Linked DNA regions of Mus musculus: region 2 is linked to region 1. The links are chromatin contacts, called in public Hi-C maps. All regions are on one chromosome and are shown on one strand. Each heading gives the region's core, a stretch centred on a gene start, on an enhancer-like site or on the middle of the called end of the contact. The rest is flanking DNA. Distances are from core to core; before and after follow the strand shown.

The links. Hi-C and Micro-C count contacts between places; a contact is called where the count stands out from the background.
Region 2: a Hi-C map of the HPC-7 cell line shows a contact between it and region 1, with 2.4 times the contacts expected there. The contact joins two enhancer-like sites. A contact is called at or near these places in 5 of 39 promoter capture datasets (the 3T3-L1 cell line, the HPC-7 cell line, HPC-7-derived erythroid cells and 2 more), 10 of 484 Hi-C or Micro-C datasets (the HPC-7 cell line, the Patski cell line, adipose-derived mesenchymal stem cells and 5 more), 3 of 115 datasets of contacts at active chromatin or transcription factors (astrocytes, fibro-adipogenic progenitors and stem cell-derived neural progenitor cells) and 2 of 9 other capture datasets (adipose tissue and pancreatic islet).

Annotation. Positions count from the first base shown.
Region 1 is chr5:57,733,259-57,741,036 of GRCm38.p6, forward strand. The region is part of intron 1 of Pcdh7 (protocadherin 7); the gene reads left to right. Among named protein-coding and RNA genes, the nearest start is that of Pcdh7, 19 kb to the left of the region's middle. Within about 2 kb of position 2,638, at least 16 of the 459 cell types and tissues checked have an H3K27ac peak or open chromatin away from gene starts, as enhancers often do. A contact at or near this core is called in the HPC-7 cell line, where this site is marked.
Region 2 is chr5:57,854,707-57,862,484 of GRCm38.p6, forward strand. All of the region lies in intron 1 of Pcdh7 (protocadherin 7), which reads left to right. Among named protein-coding and RNA genes, the nearest start is that of Pcdh7, 140 kb to the left of the region's middle. Within about 2 kb of position 2,830, at least 12 of the 459 cell types and tissues checked have an H3K27ac peak or open chromatin away from gene starts, as enhancers often do. A contact at or near this core is called in the HPC-7 cell line, where this site is marked.

The DNA of each region.
Region 1 (7,778 bases), core at 1,388-3,887:
CCAAACACAGACACGGATGGATCTCTGTATCTGTCAATTTGTATATTTCTGCAGATATTATTCATTTTCTATGCCAACTCAGACTTGCACACAAACGTTTCTGTTTCCACCCTACCCCGTGGCATGGAGTCATTTTAAAAAGTGATGTGCTGGCATATCTGGATAGAGAAATAAAGGTGCACTGAATCTACAGAGAAAAGAAGTCTAGAAGTGGGAACCCAGCAGTAGTTGAAGGAGCTAAGCAGTGGAGTGAACACAGGCAAGTTTGAGCTATTCCAATGCTCTCCCTTGGACTTTGGAATGCCCCGAAGAGTTCCCCTTTTAAAATGTAAATGACCTCTGTGGGAGTTTGGTTGGGCTTTTAGCACACCTGGGTGTAAATTGCTTTAAGCAGATAACTAGGTCAGCACATCCCAAAGATCAATAGTCCTTAAGAAATGGAAATTTTGATTAGGGCCTTAGGGAAGAGTGGTAGGGCTGCTGGAGCCTGAAAGGGTGAGAACTCACTTAGAGCACCCAGTGTCTGTAACTCTTAACTAGAGTGTCCCTCTGGGGTGTGTAAAGAAAGAACTCATTAAAAACCCCCAGTCTCTCTCAGTCTCCATGTCTCTGTCTGTCTCTCTGACTGTCTCTGTCTGTCTCTGTCTGTCTCTCTGCCTGTCTCTCTCTGTCTCTCTCTGTCTCTCTCTGTCTCTCTCTGTCTCTCTCTGTCTCTGTCTCTCTCTGTCTCTCTGTCTCTCTCTCTCTGTCTCTCTCTCTCTCTCTCTCTCTCTCTCTCTCTCTCTCTCTCTCTCTCTGCATGTGTGTGAAGTGTTAGAACTCATTTAAAGTAACCAATGTCTGTCTGTCAATCTCTGTGAAGGGTGAGAAAGCATTTAAAGTACTCAATGTCTGCAACTCTAATTTGAGTCTTTCAGTGTGTGTGTGTGTGTGTGTGTGTGTGTGTGTGTGTGTGTGTGTGTGTACATGTACATGCATCTATGTTTAGTTTTTTGTTAGAATTTGTCAGAAAGAAATGTTCTGATCTGAAAAAGGCAACTGTCTAGGTTTTTGGAAGATGAATACCACTAAATGCCCTTTCCCCTTGTTTTGACAGCATCCAGCTTAACTGCTGTATTCTATTTATTGTCGTCTTCTTATTTTGGGGGACAAAGAGTGCAATGGGGAGTGCTAGAAAAGAATAAAAAATGCTTCCTGCCAGTATGCCCACGTTCCTCCTACCCTCCTTATTCTGCTAGTATAGGGAGGCAGTGCCTACTTATTGGGGTTTTGTAAGCATGCATTTGTTTCTTTTCCTGATTTTAACCTGAGGAAGCTGAATTTAAAGAGGATAATAACATTTATTTCAACATTGGAAGAAACTTCAAAGGGAATTCTTCTGACAAAGGTTTGTAGATTGTTCAGAGCAGGTTGAATGCACGGGACTCCAGCTGTCTCCACTCTGGTGAAGTGGACTAAATACACCCAGATTTGAGAGACAGTAGAGGTGAAGTATCTTAGTAAACTAATGAAAAGTAAGAAGTACACGCCTTTAATGAAGAGTGCAGTGCCAATTCTGTAGCGTGATAAGCCTTGTAGACTGAACATCATCATTGTTTTATAGTGTGTAGATACTATAAATTAGGATTTTTTCATTTATAGAAATTTGATTCTAGTGTGTCACCTGTGTAGGCTAGAAGCTTTTATTATTTATTTGTTTGATTCTTTATTGTGGTTTGGAGGATCTAAAACCCAGCACCCTTTGACTGCTAGCCATACATATTTTATTATGGATTCCTGGTCCTAGAACAGTGATTCACTCCACAGTCATTGTTAATTTTTTTTCTCAGTTCTGGCTGGAAATGAATAGCTTGCCTACCAATTTCTAGGTTAAATCCTCTGAAATTCTAAGTTTGCTTTAGTAGTCTACTCCTAGTCTCTGGAAAAATAGAAATTTTTTACTGGTTGAGGCAGTGAGAAAACCTCACCCTCCAGTCCTGACTGACATATCCACAGGAAAGTCGTCACTCATTTTACACACTAACCTCTGCTCTGGTTACACAGGAGTTTATGGGAGTGACATGGAACATTTGGGACTTTCTTATGCACCCTCATGAAGGACGATACTGTTTCTAGCTTGCCAGGAGGTTGTCTCTCTTTTGAACGTACTTTGACACTTGGGAGGGCTTTCATTACATTTAAGAAAATGCTTCAAATACATTTGTCCTCATCAGTTTGACCCTCTGCTTGTTTGTTTCCATGGCTCCTTTTAAAGTAGGACTGACTGATCTTGTACAGAGAGACAGCTGAGTGTAGCCCTTACACATGCCAGGAGGAACTAGCTGTTGTCAGAGAGACATCAGAGTTGTTGCTCTCTCCCTGGTAATGAAAGAGGTGTGATGGCTGATGCTATAAAACAGGTAGTTCAGAGGAGCCTCCAGCTAATTGAGTATATCCCTGTGGCCCTGTTTTGATTCCATCACTTCTTAAATCCATCATTTTCTCTTGACCGCAATCTTGCTGGGACCTTTTCTGCCACTTTATGTCCAGCATCTAAAATTAAGGGCTGCTATTTACTGAAGCTTTACCCCGTACCAACCACTAGCCCGAATGCTGTGTTAGGGTATTAATGCTCTTTCCCTTACTAGAGGATTGTGGTTTAGGTATCTGCTTGCCACACAGAAGCAAGGGAACAAGCCACATCCTCTCCTGTCTACCACTTCCTACTAATACCCCCTCACAACTTGCTCCCAGTGGACGTCTCTCTCCATATCTGAAGGTCTGCATTATTATAGCAGTAATGGTAGACTTCAATTTACAAGGCAAACCTTTAAAACGTTCGGTGCTTCTTTTCTACTCCATAATATCTGCTATGTATTTTTTTATCAGTTGTCTGTGTGCTTGTGTGTATCTGTGTGTGTGTGTGCAGGCACATATACCTGCATTTACATGTGCAAGTTTGTGAGTGTGCATATGGAAGCCAGAGAGCAACCTCCCACATCTCTCCTCGAAACAGTACCACCCCCTACCCTTTTTCTATTGGTATTGGTCAAGGAGTTTCAAGACATCTGCCTGTCTCTGAATCACTACTGATGGGATTATAAACCTGTCACTGCACATGACAATATTATTTTTTTCTTTTTTAGGGTCCTGGCAATTGAATTCTAGTCCTGATATTTTGAGGACACATAACTTTTCTGTCTGAACTATTTTCTCCGGCCTATCAACAGTCTTAATACTTTGTATGAGTCTTCCCAGGTTGCTATTACAAAATACTGCAAACTGGGCACATTGAACGCTTAGAGTTAAATTTCATTTTCTCTGAAAAACTTAGATCAAAGTGCTGGTCAGTGTGGTTTCTGGGGAAGCCTCTCACTCAGCTTCCAGCTTCCATGTAACTGCCTGCGTTCTCCTTATTCCTCCCATGCATTCCCTCTGTGCATGCACAGACAGAAATCTCTATGCCCGCTTCTCTGAGAAAAACACTAGCCCTTATCAGATGAGGACCATAACCTTCAGACCTCTTTTAACCTTAAATGCCTATCTGGAAGTACTGACATTCCACAGTTTATGATTTTAATAGATGGACTCAGAAATGCACAGTTCTGTCCATAGCAGAGTTCATTCTTGGTCTTCAGTAAGACATACCAGACTGGACTATAAGCATTTGCATGTCTGCTAATTGTATTTAGTCTTTATATTCAGAGGAGCACGTGCTTTCCTCTTTTCCTGTCAAGAGGAACCTCAAATATGTTTTACAATGATGAAAGATTCATATATGTGCTTTATCTCTGTGGAAAAAATATGAATCTATAATGTGTATGCATGCACATACATTTTTTAAATACATTTCCCAGTTTCCTACATCTAACATCTCATGCATATCATTGAATATTTCTGCAGCATCTAGTTTTCATTGAGATTTATCATTTTAGTTATTTTTAACATTTTGGTTATTTTACTTTTGCTAGCCAGTAAGTGTATAAAGGTATACTAATGAATAAAATAGCAGTATCCACCCAAAAGAATCCAAAAATGTAAATTATTTTTAATGGCAATATTAACACTTAGAAGCAACCATCTATTTTTTCTTAATCATTAAATTCCAAATGAAAAGCAGGAGTTAACTCTCTTTCTGTCAGCATTCCTAGGCAAAGAAACAAAAGAGCTGAGCAAGCCTTTCCTAAGGAGTACTTTTTGGGCCTCTAAGGCTGGTTGGACATTTGACCTCCAACATTTAAAAATGGAAAATGTAATATTCTTCTGTGCAGAGAAATGGTAATAAATAGTGCATGAACAGAAGCGGACTTACAACGTTGCGTTTAAACCTGCTTTTCAGGATATTTAATTGTTGATCACAAAGGCAAAAATCCTTCCAGAGATAACATTTCTGGTGTCCAAAATCAGTCATGGTAAGGTCTGTTTCTTCCAAACCAATACAACAAGGGGTCAGAAATAATAAAATTAACTCCTCTATGTTTGCTGGGTTTTCCTTTCTTGTTATGTTTGTAGCATGAAATTCATGCTTATGTGTATATGTGCATGCAATGTACATATGCATAGGTGTATACAAATATATACTACCCATACAAAGGTAATACAGTTAATGTTTCAGAGAACAAATGTTCAATGCTAACATCTATATGCTATTTAAGTTCTTAGTAGCAATCTAGGTACTTAGCAAATAGAAATGACAGAAAAGATGGGGGAAAAAAAAGTCTTCTTCCAGGGCATCCTTGGAACACTATATAAATCACAATAGCTAAGTTTAGGTTGCACATTATATTCTGGCCATTGAGTAGTATGTAGCTTGCCTGTATGTAATCATCAGTTGATCACAACAGCCACAAAGTCTAACTGATAGTTATCATTATATTGTGGACAATGGGTGTGGTGAGTAGGAGAGTTACTTACTAAGGGTGACTTACTCAGTCACATAGTTTGTAAAGTGCAGAGCTACAGTTCAAGTACAGACACTTTAGCTACAAAAGGCCACATTCGCAACTACTGTGAAGTACAGGAATCAGCTCTGCATTATAGACAACTAGTTTCATGAGACTGAAATTGCATTCGCTTGCTTTGCGGCAAGGCTTCAGTGATATTCTAACCTTGCAATTTTGACACCTTTTATTATGTTCTTGAAATTAGGTCAGTCGGTCCATTTGAAAAAATAGTACCACCTTAAACCTCAATCAAAGTGCAAATTATAGGATGGGAACTTGTGTGTTAGACAGAGGTATTCTCTTTTTTTCTTCCCTCAGCCTGGTCTTAAAATTTTCAGAAATACCTCATCACAAGCTGTTGTTATTTTAATATTTTCCAATTCATTCTCTATTCACAAAGTGTTCTGCATATCATTAGTGCAAGTAGAAGAAACAAATTCATTAATCTTCTGTGAATTGCCATTTGATGCAAGATAGGAAATGCCTTCTAATGAAGAATAAAATTTTGTTAACTTTTTGTGAATCAGCGCTTTAGAAAAATAAAATGTATATTTTCCTCTTGAGGTTTCAAAAGCAAAGGGAAAGGAATTAGTTACAAACTATTTGTAATAACGAATTCTTCTGTTTCTTCAAATAAGTACTGATTACACGTCATGAAAATGTAGTTGCATATCTGTGGGCGGGGGGGAGACATTCCAAATCCTCAATGGATTCCTGCACTATACATGCATGTCTTGTGTCATGCATGCTGGTGGGGTTTGAATATTTTCGCCCCCATCCTAACGGATAGTGTGTCGAAGATGTGGTCATGCAGGAGTGTGCACAAAAAGTCTAAACTCAACAAAGGATAAATCCATTATTGGATACATAATTTGATGGCCATATTAGGAAGTGGCTGGACTTAGGCAGTAGATGTAGGTGACTAGGGGCATGTTCTGGCCTACTACCTTGTTTCTAGTTTCTTTCTTCCACTTGTCTTTGCCTCTTATCTTGTGTGAGGTAAGTTGTTAGGTATCATGGCATATACTCTATCATAATATTCTCCCTCAGTACAGGCCCATATACAATGGAGCCATATGACCATACACTGAGACCTTGGAATCCAGAAGTCCAAATGAACATTGCCCTACTGTTCCTTAAGCATTTTTGTCACAATGATATATAGTGACTAACATACATAGTTACTCCAACAAAATATAATTAATAAATACATATAGTAAGCTGAACAAAAATAACAAATGATGATACAAAAGGATTATAAGAATATACAGTAACAAAGCATATTTAAAACTACAAACATTTTACTTTTGGGATGGTCTTGTAAGATTACCCGACTGTTGCTCACGATGATCAACTGAATCTACAAGAAAGAGCTGCTGTTGCATACCCTTTTGGTAGTTTAAAAATTCATCAGTTTTTATTTAAAATTTACATACATTTGTACAGAACATCTAAACTGCAAATGAGCAGCATTTAAGACTATGCTTTAGTGATTTTTGTTTTTAGTAAAATGATGCTGCTTTAATTCTTGCTGTGCCTAGTGTCTAAAAGAAGATCTCAATAATATTTTCCATTGTTGGATATTTTCTTTTCAACTGAGAAGCTTTTCCAATATATCTATATAGAATATCTCTGTATTCTCTTGTATATTATCTCCTCCTATAGGAAATCCAAACATCTCAATATTGTGGGGAAGATGTAAGGGTTTATTTTAATTCTTTATTTTTAGTGTATGTGTGTGTGCATGTGTGTGTGTGTGTGTGAACTTTTATGAAATTTCATGAAATTTTGTGCACCATATGTATTCAGGCGCCTGTGAAAGGCAAAAGAATCCTCAGATGCCTAGCAGCTGCAGTTGTAGCGGGTTCTGAGCCTCTAATTGGTTTCTGGGAACTAAATCTGAGTCCCCTGCAAGAACATCAAGCTCTTTTAGCCATTAAGCCACCTCTGAGGCCTCCAGTTTACAACTTTTAAGCACTGAAACCAATGGACCCTGATTCTGAAGCTATTGTTTTCTTACTTAGTTTTCTTCTCCTAAATAGATGGCCTCTTAGTTACTCTTGTATGTGAAGATGTAGTATGACCAAGGGAACTTTTAGAATAAAGCATTTAATTGGGGGCTTGCTTATAATGTCAGAGGATCAGTCATGACCTGTTTGGACCATGGTGGCATGGTGCTGGAGTGGTAGCTGAGAGTTCACATCCTGACCCACAGGCAGGAGACAGAAAGAGAGCAAGACTGGGACCAACAGTGGGCCTTTGAAACCTCAAAGCCCAAGTCCTTTAACAAGGCCAAACCTACTTCAACAAGTCAACACCTCTTAATCCTTCTCAAACAGACTCAGTAACTAGGGAGTAAGCATTCAAACCTATGAGCCAACTGTGACTATTCTTATTTAAAGGACCACAGATGGTTAAAACAATCCACCGTTGCTATTTCCAACTAAAGCAAGTGAAATACAATAACCTGCTAGGGGGTGCAGTTAATTTCCTGATCACACATGAATTCTTATGGAGTGTCCACACCAACTCCTTTTCTTTCTCTTATAGCTGCTATTCAGCCACAGCAAACATATAAAAGCAGTCAGCACTACAACCCCATCACAGTTTGTAATTGGAGAACTAGGTATGAATATCATAAATTACTATATATTCAATAAATCAAGATTATGAACAAAGTCAAGTCTTGATCCATTCTATTTGAGTGGGAAGGCTTGCCTAAATTTATTATCTGGAAGAGGACAATTATTTATGATTTCCTAAGCTTTACTAAATACATAGTTATACCTGGGTGGGTAAAAGAATAGAATAATTTGAAGTCCTAGTGTGTGTTGTATTCTTATATTATGCATACTT
Region 2 (7,778 bases), core at 1,580-4,079, 120 kb after region 1:
TGCCTGTTTTTCCTCTCACTATTTAAAAGGGAAAAACAGAATTTCAGAGACCACAGTTCCTCGAAGGAGGGTCTTTGAGACTCACAGAGAAAGATAGTGTGAAGAAAAATATAGAGTTTATCATTGGTAAAAGCAAAGGACTGGAGCATTGCAAGTCCTCTATGAATTTCACCCAGGAGTCTGCATTTTGATAGTTATTCTTGGTTGCCATGGAAATATGTGTGAAGAAATTGGAGAAGTAGAAACAGAGGGTGGAAGGTTGTAGGGGTAGGTGGGTGGCAATAATACATTTGTCAAGTAGTAAAATGTACTCTCTTTTATAATGTTTATTTTTTAAAAAGCTATTTTCAGGTGAAGCAAGTATTGTTATTTGTGCTCTGATTAGGATCTCTCTGGTTCTAAGTTAAGTACCTCACCTAACATCATGAGGAAGCTAGTACCTTGGTTCACTCAAGCTTTATTTCTTCTGCATAGTGACTAGAGAGTAATATTTTCCTTTGATGGCAAAACGGGCTCATTGCTAATCCACAATGTCCACAGATCTGCTGCTGTGGTACTCTGGGTCTGCTGACAAGGCCTGGAAGCTGTAGGTTGCTGCAGTGCCCATGCATAGGCAGTACTATTGCTGAATAGTGGGGATTCTAATTCAATCCACCTGAGTCAGGAGAAACACAACATGAATTAAAGCTTTTTAAAGATGTCTGATTTGTCATGCTCACAACACACCATACAGGTAGTTTCTTCATTCAGCATCCAGTTATTTTTATGCTTCCTAGTTTGCTCCTTTCCTGAGATACAGGTTGTTCATTCTTCCTTGAAGAAGACAGTATGACAGTACATACGTACATGGTGTGACAGTGAGTAAACTGGCTGGACAGTGGCCACTTTTGCTCTCTGCAGTGAACTCATTTTCTGTCCCTGGTGAGAAATCTCCTTTAATAGAAGTTATCCTTAATCACGACTCAAATGATCCTTTTCCTGAAATCTGGCTTCTCTGTCACCTGCTGCTGTCACCTTATTATGTTGAACTGAGACCTGGTCATATGGCAATGCAAATGAATCCCTCAAAGTCGGATGATCTTTTGCTCTGTAGCATGCAGATGATGTTGGTAAACCCACAAAGACATTGCAGTAAGCATTAGGCATAACCTAATGATGTTCTTTCCCTTGTTACAAAGACAGGGGACAGGTAATTTATTGTACACTTAGTCACTCTGAATAGGTCAGAACCATGAAATTTGAGAATCCTTCATTTGAGGCTATCAAGTCGTGGGGAGATTAAATCTACATTGTGCTTTAATCTGCGGGATGGCTGCTGTCATCAGTAAAATGTCGGATCTGTCGGCATAGTTAATGGAAGGGGCACTGTCCTGGTAATCAGCGGCTGCATGCAGTGACAAGTAATTTTATTGAAGTACCAAGTAGGAACTTAACCCTCTTGATTTCTTCCCTTGAACCCATTTTCTTACATTGACTGGAAAGAGGAAATTTTTAGAAAATACAGTGAATTCTATGTCAATTTTAAACAAAATGTTTCTCACCCTTACTCCTAAATTCAGTGCATCTGAAGAATGATGCCTAGAAGAACGAAGAGATTACAAGGAAAAAAGTAATTTTATAAGATTAATATAGACATTCTCCCTCTCCCTCTCCCTCTGCCTCTCGTTCCCCCTCTTTTATCTTGTCTCAGTCACTGCCTTGGTGGTAAGACTTTGTAATATATACATCTTGCTTCTTGTCAGAAGCAAGTTCAGCTCCATCATGTCTGTACAGATATTCATCCTTGCTGTTGATTGATCAAGTATTTATGATAAAGTATGTTCCCTCCCCCCCCCCTTTGAGTAGAAAACAAGGAGAAGGGCAAGTTAATTTTGAACTTATGAAATGGTGTAAGATTATATTGCAAAAGCTTCAACGTCAGACATGAGAGACAGGTGATCTTACAGATGCAATATACACAAGCTTGATTTTTTTTTCTTTCTTTAAAAATTTAAAACCATGCTAGAAACATAGAGAATCACTCTCTTACTGCTTAAGGAACTAAATCTTCACTCAAATTATACATAATTTTTAAATTAGTAACCTTACATGCATATATGTTTTATGACTATATATATATATATATATATATATATATAAATTAAAATCCATATGTACATGGATTTTAATTTGCTTACGTGTGAATCAAGCTGCTTTCTGCAGGCTACGGATAACAGTAGTTTAATGATTGCCAATGTCTAAATCTCTGCCATTCAGAAATTGGATGGTAAGATTTCGTTCTTAATACCAAACCTTAGGATGTGTGATTGTGAAATTGTACATCTACCTCAACTCTACATAATTTTAGAAGCTTTTATTTTCACTATTTAAATCTGAAAATGACTACACTTTGTCAGGCATCTCAGTTGTCAAAGAACAGCGGTAGTGGCTGTGACTCAACCTGGAGGTTGAAACAGAGAGGTAATAAGAGACGTTCTAAAATGAGAAAACAAGGTTAATGGTGATATTTGAATGAAACCTTTTCAAACCCACTGTCAAAACACAACTTCTTTCCCCCTCTTGTTTGAATTTTATGGCAACCTCACTACTCGATTTTTCCTTGTGGGGTGTGCTTTCTGAATGCCTTTCATTTAATAGGCATAGTTTAGAAATCCAATTTTGCTGTCTGCATCAGATCGGTGATACTGTGGAAACCTAACAATTTTAGGCTGTCTGGATGCCTTTTCCATCAGGTAATTAGCATTGTTATTGAGGGTGACATGGGGGAAGTTATCTCGTTCACTCTGAGTGTCTCACTTGCTCTAGACCACAGCCCTTCCACCTTTATAAAGGATGTGGTTTTGCCAACTTCTCTTATTTATGTGCTGCTGTTTCTCATTATAAACTCTTTATGTCTGTCTACAGTCTTTCCTGGAGATTTTATAAGGGCTTCTTGCATGCTCACCGCATGGCTGGGTTAGGAATGGGTGGTCTAAAGAGTTTAGCTTCACAGAATGTTAGAACTGGATCTGAGGCTTCTCTTTTAAAAGAAGAGGGAACTGGGGTTCAGGAAGACCACTCTGAGTTTCCCTGACAATCTACACTTCTCACCTCCTCCCATTTTGGTCTCGTAGCACTAATTCTCCTTCTTTTTTCTATTTTAGAAACATTTTCTTAGGATCTGAAAGAACAATTTATTTATATCAGCTTTTCTTGGAAGAAAAAATTCCCTTGTTTTGTTGAATGTCACAGACTCAACCCATTCTTCTACTATGCACATTAGTTTTGCCCCAAATGTTTATCTTTTGTGTGCATTTTAAATATTTAGGAATTGACCAATGAAGAAAAACAATAAACCTCAGGAAAAATGATGACAACCATTCAAATCCATAGTTCATAATCTGACAAATTTACTTTAAATCATGGCTCAGTGCAATCAGTTAATTATTGATATACACCAAATATCTATAATTGGCCTGCAGTGATTCATACTGCAAAGTATGGCACTCTTCAGGACTGCCATTTCCTATGAGAAGGTGAATATACACTTTGTCCAGTACTTCTAGCCCTCTGGTTTTATATGTACTGTGATGTCAGTGTTCTTCCTGCCTTTTGTCCATTACTCTTCAACTGTACTAGACTTGTTATCCCTTCTGCTAACCATTAAGGTTCCTAGCACATATTTTTTGAAGTCTTTCAAAGAGCTTCCCAGGTTTCTGTGTTTCTTTCTTGTTCCCCCCTCCATAGGATTCCCTTTAGAGTAAGATAAACTTAATTTTATATATCTAGCAAACGATGGAGAAAATCTATATAAAATCTCATTAAAAGGTGGGCCCATAGATAAGTAGTCAGATAAAAGCAAACACGCAACAAACCATTTTTTAATGTCTTTCTGCATACGTTCTGTTAATACCTCAATGGCAAGGACAGGGTCTGTCACTAGGTGATAATGGCAAATGCTGGGACATGGACCCAGGCTAATTAGCTGTTCACTGATTTCTTAGCATTGAGTTAGTGTCCCCGGGGCATTTAATTCTTTGTCTTGTTATTGTGTTGACACTCCACGTGAAGCCTTTTTAAAACTCACATACATTAAATGAGTCGTCTCTCAGAGTGGATTCTGAGCCTTGAAGTATTCCCCCTTGTCACATATTATTTTATCATAGAACAGTGAAGATAAAAATGTATCATCTATAAGGGTTCTGCATTGTGTTCAGAACAGATCCAGACACACTTGCCAAACAGTGCTAATATCTAGTCACTCATGCTAAGCCCTGAAGCTTATTACTAGAGTATTTCCTAAGGAATAACTCTTTTTTTAAAAAATCTTTTCCTTATTTGTGGTTGGTACTTTTGTTGTGGGGACATTAATTTCCCTGTTTTTCTAGTGCATTCTAATTTTTCTTACTTCCTTTGCTTGCGTAAAATTATGATTTTCCTGGTTACTGCCTAGCTAACAAAGACACAAAGTGTCACAGCTCCTACATCCGGGTTAATGTTTTTTTTTTTTTTTTTTTTTTTTTTTTTTTTTTTTTTTAACATTTGGCCAACTTCTTATGTGTCTGCAGATCACACCTATATCAGACAGAGTCCATAATACTATCCTAATCCTTCTGGGCTGCCGTCTGAGTATTTCACATTTTGAACATGTAACTATCTATTCATCCCTTGTATATTCTACAAATAGAGCTCTGATGCCGAAGAAAATAGCGGCTATCCTAGGTAGGAAAGGCAGGAAGTTAAATGGTAGGACTGGGTCAAAACCCAGAAGGCTCTGGCTTCTAGAAGACATGGCAAAGTAGAGGGTTTGGATGAAGTACATGTGAAAGAAGAAGGGGAAAACCTCTCAAAGTGTTGACAGTGCCTTGAGTTGTTCCAAAGGAGAAGGATAGAGAGAACTAAACATTTATTGCCTAACACTGGGGAAGGGGGAGGTCACTCAAAATTTTTCTTAAGGAGAAACAATAAAATTAGTGGAGAAAATAATGAATACAGCCCTTATATGAACATGTATCACATGTCGGAAACTTTTTATGCATCACATCCTGCCATGAGCCTTGCCCCTTCTTTTATGATGTTCACACTGAATGGAACATTTTTCTATAAAAGTAAACATGAAATAGTCTTAATGCTCTATTTATATAATTATCTCCAATATCTCAAAATCACTCTGAAAATTCCTCTTTTGGTTACCACCAGCATATGTGTGTCCCTACCTCACACTTAGTGTTACCATAACACGCTTGTTGTGCTTCATAGCCATTATGAAGACATTATGAAGCTGGTAGAGACACGGTTACTTTCTGCCTTTGGAAGATTCCCTTGTTTCTTTTTTTTTTTTTTTTTTTTTTTTTTTTTTTTTTTTTTTTTCCATTTTTTATTAGGTATTTAGCTCATTTACATTTCCAATGCTATACCAAAAGTCCCCCTTACCCACCCACCCCCACTCCCCTACCCACCCACTCCCCCCCTTTGGCCCTGGCGTTCCCCTGTACCGGGGCACACAAAGTCTGCGTGTCCAATGGGCCTCTCTTTCCAGTGATGGCCGACTAGGCCATCTTTTGATACATATGCAGCTAGAGTCAAGAGCTCAGGGGTACTGGTTAGTTCATAATGTTGTTCCACCTATAGGGTTGAAGATCCCTTTAGCTCCTTGGGTACTTTCTCTAGCTCCTCCATTGGGAGCCCTGTGATCCATCCATTAGCTGACTGTGAGCATCCACTTCTGTGTTTGCTAGGCCCCGGCATAGTCTCACAAGAGACAACTACATCTGGGTCCTTTCGATAAAATCTTGCTAGTATATGCAATGGTGTCAGCGTTTGGATGCTGATTATGGGGTGGATCCCTGGATATGGCAGTCTCTACATGGTCCATCCTTTCATCTCAGCTCCAAACTTTGTTTCTGTAACTCCTTCCATGGGTGTTTTGTTCCCACTTCTAAGGAGGGGCATAGTGTCCACACTTCAGTCTTCATTTTTCTTGAGTTTCATGTGTTTAGGAAATTGTATCTTATATCGTGGGTATCCTAGGTTTTGGGCTAGTATCCACTTATCAGTGAGTACATATTGTGTGAGTTCCTTTGTGATTGTGTTACCTCACTCAGGATGATGCTCTCCAGGTCCATCCATTTGGCTAGGAATTTCATAAATTCATTCTTTTTAATAGCTGAGTAGTACTCCATTGTGTAGATGTACCACATTTTCTGTATCCATTCCTCTGTTGAGGGGCATCTGGGTTCTTTCCAGTTTCTGGCTATTATAAATAAGGCTGCTATGAACATAGTGGAGCATGTGTCCTTCTTACCAGTTGGGGCTTCTTCTGGATATATGCCCAGGAGAGGTATTGCTGGATCCTCCGGTAGTACTATGTCCAATTTTCTGAGGAACCGCCAGACTGATTTCCAGAGTGGTTGTACAAGCCTGCAATCCCACCAACAATGGAGGAGTGTTCCTCTTTCTCCACATCCTCGCCAGCATCTGCTGTCACCTGAATTTTTGATCTTAGCCATTCTCACTGGTGTGAGGTGGAATCTCAGGGTTGTTTTGATTTGCATTTCCCTGATGATTAAGGATGTTGAACATTTTTTCAGGTGCTTCTCTGCCATTCGGTATTCAAACTCAGGGGTGAAATCAACCAAGTGGAAACAAGAAGAACTATTCAAAGAATTAACCAAACGAGGAGTTGGTTCTTTGAGAAAATCAACAAGATAGATAAACCCTTAGCTAGACTCACTAAAGGGCACAGGGACAAAATCCTAATTAACAAAATCAGAAATGAAAAGGGAGACATAACAACAGATCCTGAAGAAATCCAAAACACCATCAGATCCTTCTACAAAAGGCTATACTCAACAAAACTGGAAAACCTGGACGAAATGGACAAATTTCTGGACAGATACCAGGTACCAAAGTTGAATCAGGATCAAGTTGACCTTCTAAACAGTCCCATATCCCCTAAAGAAATAGAAGCAGTTATTAATAGTCTCCCAGCCAAAAAAAGCCCAGGACCAGACGGGTTTAGTGCAGAGTTCTATCAGCCCTTCAAAGAAGATCTAACTCCAGTTCTGCACAAACTTTTTCACAAGATAGAAGTAGAAGGTATTCTACCCAACTCATTTTATGAAGCCACTATTACTCTGATACCTAAACCACAGAAAGATCCAACAAAGATAGAGAACTTCAGACCAATTTCTCTTATGAACATCGATGCAAAAATCCTTAATAAAATTCTCGCTAACCGAATCCAAGAACACATTAAAGCAATCATCCATCCTGACCAAGTAGGTTTTATTCCAGGGATGCAGGGATGGTTTAATATACGAAAATCCATCAATGTAATCCATTATATAAACAAACTCAAAGACAAAAACCACATGATCATCTCGTTAGATGCAGAAAAAGCATTTGACAAGATCCAACACCCATTCATGATAAAAGTTCTGGAAAGATCAGGAATTCAAGGCCAATACCTAAACATGATAAAAGCAATCTACAGCAAACCAGTAGCCAACATCAAAGTAAATGGAGAGAAGCTGGAAGCAATCCCACTAAAATCAGGGACTAGACAAGGCTGCCCACTTTCTCCCTACCTTTTCAACATAGTACTTGAAGTATTAGCCAGAGCAATTCGACAACAAAAGGAGATCAAGGGGATACAAATTGGAAAAGAGGAAGTCAAAATATCACTTTTTGCAGATGATATGATAGTATATATAAGTGACCCTAAAAATTCCAACAGAGAACTCCTAAACCTGATAAACAGCTTCGGTGAAGTAGCTGGATATAAAATTAACTCAAAC